Regions from separate parts of the Mustela erminea genome. Here region 2 is linked to region 1. The links are chromatin contacts, called in public Hi-C maps. All regions are on one chromosome and are shown on one strand. The core of a region is the stretch at or near the end of the contact, and the rest is flanking DNA. Distances in the headings are between cores, read along the strand shown. Region 1 holds the start of MARCHF3 (E3 ubiquitin-protein ligase MARCH3). Region 2 overlaps MARCHF3 (E3 ubiquitin-protein ligase MARCH3).

Region 1 (6,773 bases), core at 2,841-5,340:
AATGGAGGGACTAAGACTGGGGAGGTCTCAAAGTACCTTGTGCCTCCAGAGAGACTTCCTTAGAATTGGGGCTAACCTGGAACAGGGATAGCTGAGGATTCCAAAAACACTTCTGAACACAGAACCAAAGGTGCCATTGTTGAGGACAGAGTGTTAGAGTGTTACCTATAAATTTCACAAGGCTGGTAAATGCCACTTGGAAATACCAGACAAATTACTTGTTAAATTAACCCACAGAATATGATCATTCTTTTATATCGTAAATACCATTTCAATGTTTCTCAAAATATGGTGAAGGGATCCAAGCCTCAGAATCACTTGGGGGATGCCTGTTCAAAATACAGATTACTAAACCCCACCCCAGACTCCTGAATCAAAACGAAGAGAACAGAATCCAGCCCACAAACTGAATTTCTAAGGACCAACACAGTTGATTCCAATGATCCATATCAAGACAGGAGAATTATTTTGTCTTTTAGTCCATCAGAAATTTAAAGACACTCACAGATTAGGGAAATGCGTATTTTCCCCAAAATGTTTTACGTACTATAAAAATGAAAACAATATTTCTTGTGATGAGTTCTTGAGAACCATTCCAGTTTATTCTGCCCACATATAATAAATAATAAACACCATTATTAAAATGTAATTATGAGCAAAAAATTATTGGGAAAAATACAACTATGCTTCTCAAAAATACTGCCTTTATTTTGTCACCACAAGTAATTATGTTATTAAAGGAATTTATAGTTTTTTTAAGTATCAGTCACTTGGCTGCAGGAACTTATTAAACTGTTATACTCCTCCCCATACCCTTTTAGTCATCAGAATTTTTGTAATAAAGGTTTTTTATTATTTCTTAAACTATAAATTGTGAACCATTGCAACTAGTCATTAGGCTGCACGTGAATTTATATCCAGGTTATAAATTCCTAAAATCATGTTTCATTAGAATTACTAAGCAACTCTAGTAAATTAAATAGCCCCTGTGATAAAGCTCTGTTTACTTCTATTTAGGATTTTTTTTGGGGGGAGGGTGCAAAACAATTCAGTTTTAATGCATTCGCTTAAGAAGCAAAAGAAAACAGTTTCTGATATACATGCTACTGCAAAGCAGTAAACCAGTGTTGCATGGTAATGTGACAAGTACCACATTTCTTTTCTAGAGGGATTTCATTTTTTGCTCTTATAAACTCCCTTTCCCCAAACCATGGGTATAATTATTTCACGAAACGTAGTTTGCCATTCCTGAAGAATCAAATACTCTATTTCGTTCTCACCAAAAATCACAACTTTAGGCAGAATACTGAATGAAAATAGAACTTGAGAGGCAGTCTTTGTTTGTAGCATGTTGTTCCTACTAAGGGTCGCCCCCCTGCCCATGCTCCACCCTAGTGCTCCAACTGAAGTGACTCAAGTGTACATGTTATGTTTTAACAGATGGGCTGGCTGGCGGCTGCTGGGCTGTAAAACAGGAACTCAGAATCTGCACCAGAGTGGTATTGAACTAAGTGCTCATAAAGTTCATGGACATATACACTGACCTAGACAGACCAGGCAGATTCAGACATGCATACACACATGCTCATCATACACCCCATAGATCAGAGGGTCTATCTCTCCAACCAGAACAAGTTCAAGGCTGTTTCCCCCTCCATATATTTCTATCTTATACACAATCAATTTTACACACACGCGCACACACACACGCCCATGCACATCTACATATGCATAAAGCATGAATAGTCATATCTTTCAATTCTCATATTTTCAATTCTCATATTTCCAAAGATGAAAACATTCCCAAATTGTGTACCCAAGTCTCTAGGACGTTGAATAAGCTCTTATTCACATCCAATAAAAATTACAAGAAAATATTATATTACATTATATTGAGTCCACACATAATATAAACTACATGCATGTAACTGCCCTCAGAAAAGCCAGCTGCTTTGACCCCTTATCATTATGACAGAGAGAGGAAAAATATCCCAGACTGGTCACAGATGAAGTGTCAGGTTTAACCTTGAATCCTGTGTTGTCAGTTCCTGTCACAACTTCATCATTGAACACCAACCGACCAGCCTGGTGGTCCCTTTCAGGGTCTAGTCTAGGATTCTCCCCGGCTTCCTGCACTGGGACAGACAGCAGCTCGCCCTGGTCCTAATGAAGTCCTTTGGACACACCTTGCAGGTAATATAGAGAGGTCCAAGAAGCTCATGAGGGATGTGGATACAAGTGCTAATAGAAAGTAATTACTTTACAAAGTTTAATATCCGTGCTGTCAATGCCTTTCAGTAACTGCAAAGCACTGAAGCCCCGGCTACAGAACCTAGCTGGTCACTTAAGTTCTCTGACCGCTGAACACCCACCCCGAAGACGATGGTCGCTGGCTCAGGCTACGGCTCAGACACCTCCGCCGGGTCGCCGCACCGTCTCCGGCGCGGGTAAATTTTCCAGAAACCGGTCCTCAAGCCATGTAGGAACTGTTGTCCGTACACGACTGGGCACGGAGGCCGCCCCCAGCGCGCGTGTCACCGCCGCAGAGGGCCAGGGGACGCGTCCCTAGGCCCCCCTAATGATGGCAATTATAACATGCCAAGTTGGTGAGAACGCGGAGCCGCGTCCCGGACCGAGTTGCGACGCTCTGAAACAAGTTCGGGAGTGGGGACACCGGCAAGGAGGAAATTCCGCCTGGCCCTGACCTCTCCACAGCGGCCACGCTCGGACGGACGCACCGACGCCAGCCAAGACCCGTCCAGTGCCCCCCGGCTTGCCGAACAGCGCCAAGAGGAGCCTCTCGCCTTGCGCGCGGCCACTCACCCTCCTCGCTGAGTCCGGATCCCAAACCGACGCCCCTGCTGCGGGTCCTGAATCCCAAGTTGCCCCGAACCAGCTACTGCTCTCGTTCTAGAGAACCCTGCACATCGGTTCGGGCGGGCACCTCCGAGAGAGCACGACAAGCCCGGCGGGCGCCCCGGCTCAGCGGCCGCCCGGAACGCGTTGACAATTCATGGACCTGCTCAGCGAATGAGGCAGACCGCGGAGCTGAGGCTACCGGGCTCCGGAGGGAGGCGGGGTCGCGCGGCGGGCGAGGCGGAGCCAGCCCCTGGGTCTGCCCTGCCGGGGCGGGGCGCCTTTAATCTGTGACTGGCGGAGCCTGCAGCCAATCGCGATGACTTCAGGAATCCGGGCGGCCGCTGGCTGGGCCGAGCGCTCGGCTCCTCCCCGCCGCCGCCATCCAATCCGTCGCTGCCGAGGCCTGGCGCGGAGACGCGCCGGCGGCAGAGAAGTTGGCTGCGGTGGGCAGCCTGGGCTGCGGGCTGGCGCTGTGGGGGCAGCTGCGCGGGGATTCGGGCGTGTTGGGAGGGAAGTGGCGGCCCCAAGAGACCCTGGCTGAGAGAGGCTTGGGGCCACCCAGACCCCTAGGGGTCGCGGCGTATCGGCGAGCTGTGGAGGGAAAAGCCCAGCCGCAGCGCGAACAGACTCCGGGTCGACAACGCCCACACCTGGCGTCCGCGGGAGGCGCCGAACTTGGCCCTGAGGGAGCCCCAGCACTCGGAAGAAACCGAGACCCAAAGAGGGTGAGTCCCGGGCCGCATCACCCAGTCACAGTCGGAGGCCCGGGCCTGAAACTGGAGCTCCGGGCTGTCTGGAAGAGGTTCTGGTTGCGGTTTGGTGGTTCTCTCCGAAATGAAACTCGGACTCCGCGGACCTCCTGGAAAGTTCTTACACGTCCCCTCCTCAGCCCTGCTTTCTTACCGCCCGCAACTGGGAACCTGACCAAGCGCCTAGGCTCCCTTCCCAACCCATAGCGTCTGAGCCACTTGGCAGAACCGGGGCGGGAGGGCGAAAGGGAGGCTCGGGTGCTAGATGGCAGCGGAGCCCCCCAGGCGGTACCTGGGGTCGGTCTGCCCCGTGGGGAGGCAACCGCAGCGCGGCTCCTCCTGCTGCTCTCTCCTGGGTCCGCTGGAGGGCTCGGAACGCTCCTTCTCGCCGACAGGAACGCCTCGGAGAGAGCCACGTGGGTCCCACGGTGTACGCTCACGGCCCGTGCCCCTTCCGAAGTCCTTGCATCGAGCTCAGGGACCTCCCTAGCGGCGGGCACTGGAGGAGCCTGAGCTCCCTAGGCCAGTCGCCGCTGAAGAATGCCCTGTGGGCTCTTGCTGGCAGCGCCACTGCGGCTCCTTTTGTGGGCGGATAGGTTCTTTAGCCTGTTTTTTACGCCCGGACCTTGGCCACAGCATACACACATACGGAGCTGTGGGTATAACAAGCCAAAAAGCAAAGGGTTGGTTGTTGCTTTTAGGTTGAGGCCTAGAATGTTATGAGGCTCCAGACAGTAGCTTTGGGTGCATAGCGGCCTCTGTTGTATCTGGAACTGCACCTTCCGTAAGTAGGCACTCAAACCATGTTAGTTCAGCAAGGCAGGAAAAGGGTCAGGCTTTCTGATGCCCCAACACATTCCTCACTGAGCGTTGGCTCCCTTAGATTCAGAAGTCCTGAAGGTTTCAGTTTCTCATGGGTGAGGGACTCCGGACTTCTACAGGTGTTATTTCAGTGGCAGCTTGGCCCTCCTAGGGACATAATAAGGACCTCTTTAGCCCTCACAAACAATTTCTGATTAGAGTCCCTGGCAAGAAGGAAGGCAAAAGGACTCTAGCTGAAAAGGAGTGAAATGGCCCCTCCAGGAGGGAAGGCTACAGCTCAGAGGTGAGCTTGGGCCTAGTTTGAGTTTCAAGTGGTGGCTCCTCAGCTTCCGGTCTCAGTGGGGAAAGGTCCATAAGGCAGGCTGTCAGGCAAGAAAATAAGGGTCTGGACAGTCCTTAGTAGGCCCTGAAAATTGACTTGTGATGCACAAATTGCATGTATTTAAACCCCTCCTCATTTAGTGGATCAAAAGAGGTACAGACAAGGGAGCCCATTCCATTCAGTTTAAACAGTTGCTTACCATGCTGCTTTGTGTCTTGAGAGAATGGCATTTGTCCACAAGAAATTAGCTGTAGACCACCTGAATGGAATACACACCAGGTCTCTGCCTAGGTTGGGATGGGAGGATGATGGGAAAAATGTCTTTCCTTGGATCCTTTTTTCCCCGCACTCCCGGATAGTTTGCCAACAGTGTTTATCATATTAACACCCTGTGAAGGTTTTTCACAGATGCTAGTGATTATTTTAAAAATCACCTTGGTAATAGGAGCCAAACATCAGCTGTTGACTGTACTTGCTATAGTATTTATGTTAGATGATGAAAAAAGGAAATAGGAAATTTCTTTTTATGAAATAAGTTAGAACTAGATGAGAAACTTCTGTTTCCTGATTTCCAAGGTTTTCCGTCTGTTTGTTTCATACAGATGTGATTGTCCATGGGTTCTTAGACAAGTAACTGGTCTCATTTTCTTTTATAGAATGGATGACATGTAAGAGCACGTCTAGACTCATTCACATTTTCATTACCGTCTAATGTTTAATTGGTATTTGACAAAAGTTTATCACTCTGGCACAGATTTATTCCTTTGGCTGTCATTCTCCCAATGATCTCTTGAATTTCAGCCATCTCCATATTTTACAAGAGAAAAGGAGATCTATTACTTATGTAAGAACTCATTATACTCCTGTCTGTATGAAACAAACAGAAAACCATGGAAATCTGGACATAGAAGTCACCTCTTTAGTACTAACCTGTTTCCCTGAAGAAAATTTCTTTCCCTCAAAGGGATGAGGAAGTTTGTGGAATGGCTTGGGAATGAAAAGATTGGCATGAGACCGTGGAAGCAGGGCTGGTGGTGTGTGTGGTGGTGGTGTGGGTGGTGAGCAAATTTGCCTTCAGGCACTGTCACCCATCTCTGACACTGAAACAATATTTTGGAATCTTCTAAATTTCAAAAGGGTGTGACTGATAGGAGCTATGGATTCTAATCTGAGTTCCAAGTGCTGCTGGCAATCACTTAACCTCCATTTACTCTTGCTTCCTTGCCATAAAACCACAGTAGCAGAATTGGGCTACTCTGTTTAGCTGCTTAAGGGGGACGCGGTGACAGTGGTTACAAAGCACTGTAAATGCATGACATTTATAACAGTAGTCACTGTTGAAAAGAACAAAATGATGTTGATATAGGAAAACAGTATAGACAGAACAATTCCTCTCTACACTTGGAATTTCTACTCATTTTAATCTCATTGGATTATGGTCCTTTCTTTAAATGGAAGTGAGGAAAAAGGGCCCTCACAATCCTTGTTCTTTGATTACCAAATGTTTCTGGAAGCTTTGCATAAGTTAATGCTGTTTTTTTCCTCTTTTTCCATTTCCACTACCTCTCTCAACATGTATTCACTTTGAAAATTATTCAGAATTTGAACAGGCTGAGCTAAAGCACCTTAGCAAAGAAATGCAATCAGAAGCAGCAGATTCTAATACCAGCTATGCTGTAGGTTCATTCTAAGACTATGGGCAAGCCATTAACCTTCCCATACTGGAGTTTCCCAACTATGAAACTGCAGCAATACTTCTGATTAATCTCACAGAGAGGAGAGATAACTCATGATAAGGCTTTTTGAAATATTAATTGCCATGTAGAGGACAAAATATCACGTAGGCGATTTTGCAAACTCAAGTATGGTGTTAGTTTGTATACCACAACTAGGAGATGTTTTGTAACAGGGATTGCTCTGGCACAACGTCTGTAGCCAGGGTGCTACCACCCACAAAACAGTGATGTCTCGTGCATTTAAGTGACAGTGCAGGTGCCCCCTGTGAGTGTTACTGCCACAGG
Region 2 (6,773 bases), core at 1,442-3,941, 82 kb before region 1:
GAATGAGAGGGAGTTCCTTCTGCCTGGCTGACCTGGCGCTTGGACTTCAGATTTTTCCTGTCTTCAGATTCTCACTGAAACATTGGCTTTCCTTGGGTCTCAAATCTGTTGGCCCATGACCTAGAATTTACATTACTGGCTCTTCTGGATCTCCAGCTTCCAATTCGTCCTGCGGATCTTGAAACCTGTCAGCTTTCATAATCATATGGGTTAATTCCTTACAATAAATCTCTCTCTCTCTCTCTATTAATCTATGTATCTATCACCTATCTATTATCTATCTGTATATCTATGTATTTACTATTATTTATCCATGTATCTATTATCTGTATATCTATTAGTCTATCACCTATCCCTGTATCTATTATCTATCACCTATTGTCTATGTATCCATGTATTTTCTATCTAGCTATACATCCATCTATTCATTCATCCATCCATCCATCCATCATCTCCCATCCTGTTGGTTATGCTTCTCTGAAGAACCCTGGACTAATACAGCAGAAAACACCAAAGAGCTGATAACCTGAAAAGTATATATAAACATGCATATATATATATATAGCTTTAAAATCCAAAGTAAAACTTAAGCTAATTCCCAATTATCTTCTTGGTGATGCTCAGGCTCTGTAAAAATGAATCCACAATCCTTGATGGCTTATCCAAAGAGTGGGTGACTCGGTGTATTAGACAGAGATGACACAGGCTCTCCTCTGCAAGGGCCATGAGTCCTCACGCACCGAGAAAAGCAATTTGGTGGTTTCCACCAATAGCCTTAAAACGGCTGTACCTTTCTTTTTAGGCATCTTTTTTTCAGCATATCATGTTTGAGCCTTTTCTTTGAGGAATCCTTTTTGGAGACATAACCAGAATTGCCAGCGGAGACATATCCATCATCCACACTGCTGTTTTACTCTGTGTGGTGTTCCTTTCAAGCAGCACGGACAGCTGACCAACAGCTGGGGAAAGGTTAAGTAAATAGAGTATACCCATTTATTGGATTATTAGTTTGGCCATCAACATGACTTTTATAATAAATGCTTACTGGCACTGAAAAATACAATATAAGGCTATAAAGGGTTATGTAAAAAAAAAAAGTAGGATACACACATCTTTCTATCCCTAATTTCAACTACAAAGGGAGAAAGATGGCATATCAGTCTGGGAACAGTGGTTCTCTCTGGGTAATAAGCCATCTTATTTCACTTTCATTGTTTATGCTTTTTGCATTTTCTAAAATTAAAAAATACATATATTTTTTAAAGGTTTTTTTTTTTTTAAATTTATTTGACAGAGAGAGATCACAAGTGGGCAGAGAGGCAGGCAGAGAGAGAGAGAAGGGGAAGCAGACTCCTTGTTGAGCAGAGACCCTGATAACGGGGCTCAATCCCAAGACCCTGGGATCATGACCTGAGCTGAAGACAGAGGCTTTAACCCACTGAGCCACCCAGGTGCTCCTAAAATAAAATATATTTTTATCATATTTTGAATAAAAGGATAAATAACATGTTATAGCCCTCAAGAAGGAATGCACATTAAACCACGTTCTGAGGAAACAACCGATAAACACAAAAACCAAAGCAGAGCAAGGCAACTCAAAACTCAGAGAAGCTTATGTCCTCATCCTAAGTCACCCAAAAGCAACCAAGAGGATTTCCTTTATTCCATAGGTGCAGACATGACTTTAGAGATAGCCAGGGGAGGAAATTCAGCAGCCTGCTCCAGGAAATGGCTGGTTTGGTGGGGAAGATCCCTGGCTTGGGCCCTGGAGGTTCTGGGTGCTGTGTCTCTGAAAGTGTGCAGTTTACTTTCCCTCTGCTTTGGCTCATTCATCAGTAACACATGAGAACTAAATCAACCTCAGTGAGCCACTCAGGGTGTTGTCAGAATAAAATGAATCAGTAAATGTGTCAATAGCCCCAAGGTCAAGGCATTGCAGCAATGTAGCCCACGGTCATCAGTGGTCTCTACCACTGTCTTCTCCCACCTTGGCGGCAGCCCAGGGTCAACAGTGGAGAGACAAAATGACCCAGACAGGATACTTACTCTCTCTCTCTCTCTTTTTACCCCTACATAAATACAAGGTGTCTAAATTAACATTTGGTTAGCTTGTTTCTTTTTAACCAGAGACATGCCAATTTAGATTAAAAATCCATATACTTAACGTGATTCATATCCTTGCCAGAGAGGATGAATCTATAAACAGGAACTGTAATGATCAGCCAAACTCTTCTAAAGCATCACTTATCATTCCCATTTGGAACTTATATATCCCAATCGCCTGGCCAGCAATTGTATATTTAAGCCATCTGGCCTTATAAGAGCTGGTGGGTATTTTCACTTGTTTCATGAATGAGGAAACCAAAGCTAAGGAATTTTATGAACTCCCCAGCCCCCTAAAAATATTAGAACCTGTTAAGTCCATTTCTGACCCCAATTTCTGTACCTCCCTCCCACAATTTTTTAATACTGATGAAACGCATACATGATGCAAGGTGCCTTTAGCCATTCTGCTTGGGGTGATAAGGAAGACTTATTAAAGGCAAGAGGAATGAAAGTGAGAACCCCTCCCCCGCAAAGTTAGAGTTAACAAAGTTGGTGATTTCTCCAGTTACGACAAGCATATTCCCCCCCAAAATCTTCAGAGTTTCCTAAGACACTGAGTAGGATTGAATGCTTATGGGGAAAGTACATGATCTTTTGATAAGACTCAAATTTTGAAACAGGAAGAATTCTTGGTATTTAATGCTTGGGCAAGACAGTGTGTAACGGCTACAAGATTTCATGATTAAGTTTTATAATATGCAATTGCAGTGGTTACCACTGACATTGATGTGTGCCTCAGATTTTTTCAATCTCCATTTTACTGACTAAGAGGAGAGGAGAGCATAATTCTCAGCTCTGTTGGTCTGATTCTATGGAACTTTTTTTTCCCCTCCTAAGCTGGGAGTTAATGTGGAGGACAAAAAGGAGAAAATACGAGAAAACTGAAAGCGAAGTCACTTTCCTGAGTATTCCCAGAGTCTCCTGCTGCAGAGGAAACTTCTTTTCATATCTGTGAGTCATCACATATTTTTCTGGGTATCACAACTCATTCACTTCCCTTTTTGGGCAATGATTTAATTTTTCCCCATAGCACTTTAAACCTGGAGGCAAGAAAGTTCTGTGGGCTGTCCTACTGAATTATAGAAAATTAGAATCTGGTTTGAGGAAAATAACTTCATATGTGCATGGCAATGAAGAAAATGTAATAGTTTCAGTTTTTCAGAGGGCAAAATAAATAATTTTCCTTATTTCTTGCAAGCCAGAAAAAAAAAAAATACAGCGATCTCCTTTGCTATTATAATCAGGTATCTGGGGAGTAGGGGAGAAACCTAAGACTGTCCTCTCTTTGAATAAAAGTGAATTCTGTGGATACATTAGTATCTAAAGTTGCAAATGCCTCTTTTTCTTAGAAAACCTTATGAAGGTTGCCAGAGGTTTCCCCTTTTTTGGATACTGTGTAATGATAACACAGGTACAAATTCCAGTTAGTGTCTAATTCTACAACAAACATAACCCTATGCTAGGGTTGGTTATAATGAATGACCTTCAACTGAAGCTCTGTTATTATTAATTTTTCATGGGCAACTCCATCCTGTTGGGTATACGATTGTTACAAAAAAAGATTAGGACCAGCGTCTATCCACATAACCTCCCTGCCCCCTGTGCCCTTTCTTTCTCATTTGAAAGGAAGGCTTCCCCAGATGGTACAAACTGTTTGGCCAGGGGGAACAAAAGGTCTCAGGAATGGCTGATGTGGAAGAATTCATGATAGCAGTCCCCAGGCTCCTACTCTGTTTCCTCCTTTCCTTCTTATCGCCTAACCTTTCCTTTATCAACCTTGCAGAATGATCAACCTTCAGTATGACTCCTTTTGGAGTATGGTTCTGTATTCATAAATAAGAGAACTGCACTTATCTGGGAAGAACTAGAAGACATTCTTCCTGCTTTGAAAGTAATTATAATTATTAAAAAAAAAAACCAGTTGTAATTTTAACAGTCAGGGATTCTTCTGGACTAAAGGTACTTATGGCCCATATGTGAGAACTGAATAGAAAGAAAATCTAAATACCATCAGTTTCTGTTATTTGAGGCAGTTATATCCTATAAATGGCTGTGAATGCTGAATTAGCCAAGGCTGAACCACTGCTCCTAACAGAAATATAGGGGTGGGTTCCTGCAAGGCTCTGGTCCTAGCATTTTTGTCAATTGATCCATATGTAACTTTAATTCATGCGTGTTTCTGTTTAAAGATACTTATTTAATATGTATTGTCGATTCATTTACATTGTACTCAGGGCCCATAATACTATAAGTTATGCCTGAATGAAACTTACATAACACAGTGTTTTCCTTTTTTTTTTTTTTTTTTAAAGATTTTATTTATTTATTTGATAGAGAACAGAAGCAGGGGGAGTGGGAAAGGGAGAAGCAGGCTCCCCAATGAGCAGGGAGCCCAATGCAGGGCTCAATCTCCAGACCCTGGAATCAACCTGAGCTGAATGCAGATGCTTAACAACTGAGCCACCTAGGTGCCCCTACTTTTTTCTTTTTTTAAAGATTTATTTATTTTAGAGAGAGGGTGGGGGATGGTGGGAGGACGGGCAGAGGGAGAGAGAGGGAGACACTCAAGCAGATTGTGTGCTCAGTGGGAAGCCTGACGCAGGGCTCCATCCCACAACCCTCAGATCAGACTTGAGCTGAAATCAAGAGTTGAAACCAAGAGTTGGTCCCTCAACCCACTGTGCCACCCAGGTGCCCCCAGTGTATACTCTTATGTAAGTTAGATAATGAAAGTTATCTTACTTCTTATTTTCTCTATAAGACATATCATAGCCTTCCTGTGCTTTGGAACACTGGGAAGCACGTTAGCACTTTTGCCATTTTTAAAGAACAGAATCACCCACAAAAAACCCACAAGAGGACATTGTGAACAAGACACTTGTTTACACTGTGAGATCTGAAACAGCTGAGCGTTGCCTTGCTCAGTGCGAACTGGGAATTCGTGTGTCAGGTGACTCCGATTTTTTGCCGCTCTATGCGTGTCTGCAAATCACCATGAAAATGTTCCAAGTATTGATTTTTGGGTTACAAATATGTTTCATCAAGTAGGTGAATTCTCAAATATGGCATCTGTGAATAATAGTGATTGAGTGTAGAAATTCTACCCCTGATCCATTAGCAGATCAGGCTTTATCCCCCTTTCTCCTTACCACTGATATAGCCTCAATTAGAGTGATCTTTCATGGTAAACAGTGAGAATTTTTTTTTTTTTTTTGCAGATAGCCATTCTAATTGGAGTGCAGCTGTGCATTAAGTTTTTGCTTATTTGCTTTTATTTTCTTAAAGTAAATCATCATTAGGAGCTTTGATTTTCAAAAATTGATGAGCGTCACTATGAGTGGTGGAAAATATAAAGTAACCATTCCATAAAATCTCCTCCAATTCTCTGTTTTAGAAAGAAAACCAAGTGTTGAGACTGAGTTATCCCTCAAAAGATACCGAAGTTAATTTTTATAATTCAGGTGAAACTACCATTAATGCATCACAACTGACTCTCGTTCAGAAAAGTAAGGATGAGAATTCTGCAGGAAAATGCTGAACAATTACTAAGTACTCTGGAAACGGCAAAATCCTGAACTGAAAGTGTAAAAAATGACGCATCTGTCCTCTTAAGCCCCTTGGTGCTAAGCTGCATTTCAAGGGCTTCTTCACACAGCAGGTAAGATTAGAAGTTCAAACCCATTTTTGTAAAAAGTTGTTGCCTTCTCTAAACTGTGGAGAAAAATGTTGACACAATCCACCCAACAGGGAGGTGTAATAAATAGGAAAAAGAAAAAAAACAGGTGGGAAAATTCACACTTGGTAGAAACAGTTTTCAGAATTGTGCCTGGGTTTTCAAAACTGAAGCCAAAGCATGTCTTAATACGTGATAATAATGTCCCATGGAACAGAATCTGAATAAGGTACAGGGGGGACTGACTGGTGCCTAAGTGCAGGGCAACATTAAAGTATGATTCTGGCAGAGTCCCCGTTTGCATCTGGGGCCTGACCCTGGGAAAGCACATGCCTTCATTCTTCTGTGGGTTCGCTGGTGAGAGCTTCATGGAAATGCCTGGGAACCCTTCTGCCGGCAGTCACCCAGAACCCATTGCCACTACCGTTTGCCCCCAGCCTGTGGAAGAGGCCTGGATGGACATGACAGTTAAGTTTTGGAAGGCCTAAGCATGAAGTGACGGTATCGTGTTAACAATGAACAGAGAATGTTAGATCTTGTAAACAGCCCCGTGCAATGTTGGTGGCCGTCCCTACTGGCTTAGAGAATCATGGCGTGGGTGCTGGGGCTCCTGGGTAGCTTGGTTTCAGGTCAGGTCCTGATCTCAGGGTCTTGAGATGGAGCCCCGTGCTGGGGAGTCTGCTTGGGATTCTCTCTCTTCCTCTCCCTTTGCTCCCCCCAACCTCTAGCTTCTTTCTCTCTCTCAAATAAATAAGTAAATTCTTTAAAAAAAAAAAAAAAGGTACATACGAAAAAAAAGAAAGGAAGGGCATCTGGGTGGCCCAGTGGGTTGAAGCCTCTGCCCTTCTGCTCAGGTCATGATCCCAGAGTCCTGGGATCGAGCCCCGCATCAGGCTCTGAGCTCGGCAGGAAGCCTGCTTCCTCCTCTCTCTCTCTGCCTGCCTCTCTGCCTACTTGTGGTCTCTGTCTGACAAATAAATAAAATCTTAAAAAA

What was found. Hi-C and Micro-C count contacts between places; a contact is called where the count stands out from the background.
Region 2: a Hi-C map of fibroblasts shows a contact between it and region 1, with 1.9 times the contacts expected there. The contact joins the enhancer-like site here to the promoter of MARCHF3 in region 1. A contact is called at or near these places in 2 of 3 Hi-C or Micro-C datasets (fibroblasts and spleen).

Annotation. Positions count from the first base shown.
Region 1 is chr3:98,789,508-98,796,280 of mMusErm1.Pri, reverse strand. MARCHF3 (E3 ubiquitin-protein ligase MARCH3) reads right to left here and starts at 4,090. Exons shown (of 5, transcript XM_032336855.1): 1 at 3,901-4,090.
Region 2 is chr3:98,869,634-98,876,406 of mMusErm1.Pri, reverse strand. The region is part of intron 1 of MARCHF3 (E3 ubiquitin-protein ligase MARCH3); the gene reads right to left. Among named protein-coding and RNA genes, the nearest start is that of MARCHF3, 81 kb to the right of the region's middle. Within about 2 kb of position 2,691, the one cell type or tissue checked has open chromatin away from gene starts, as enhancers often do. A contact at or near this core is called in fibroblasts, where this site is marked.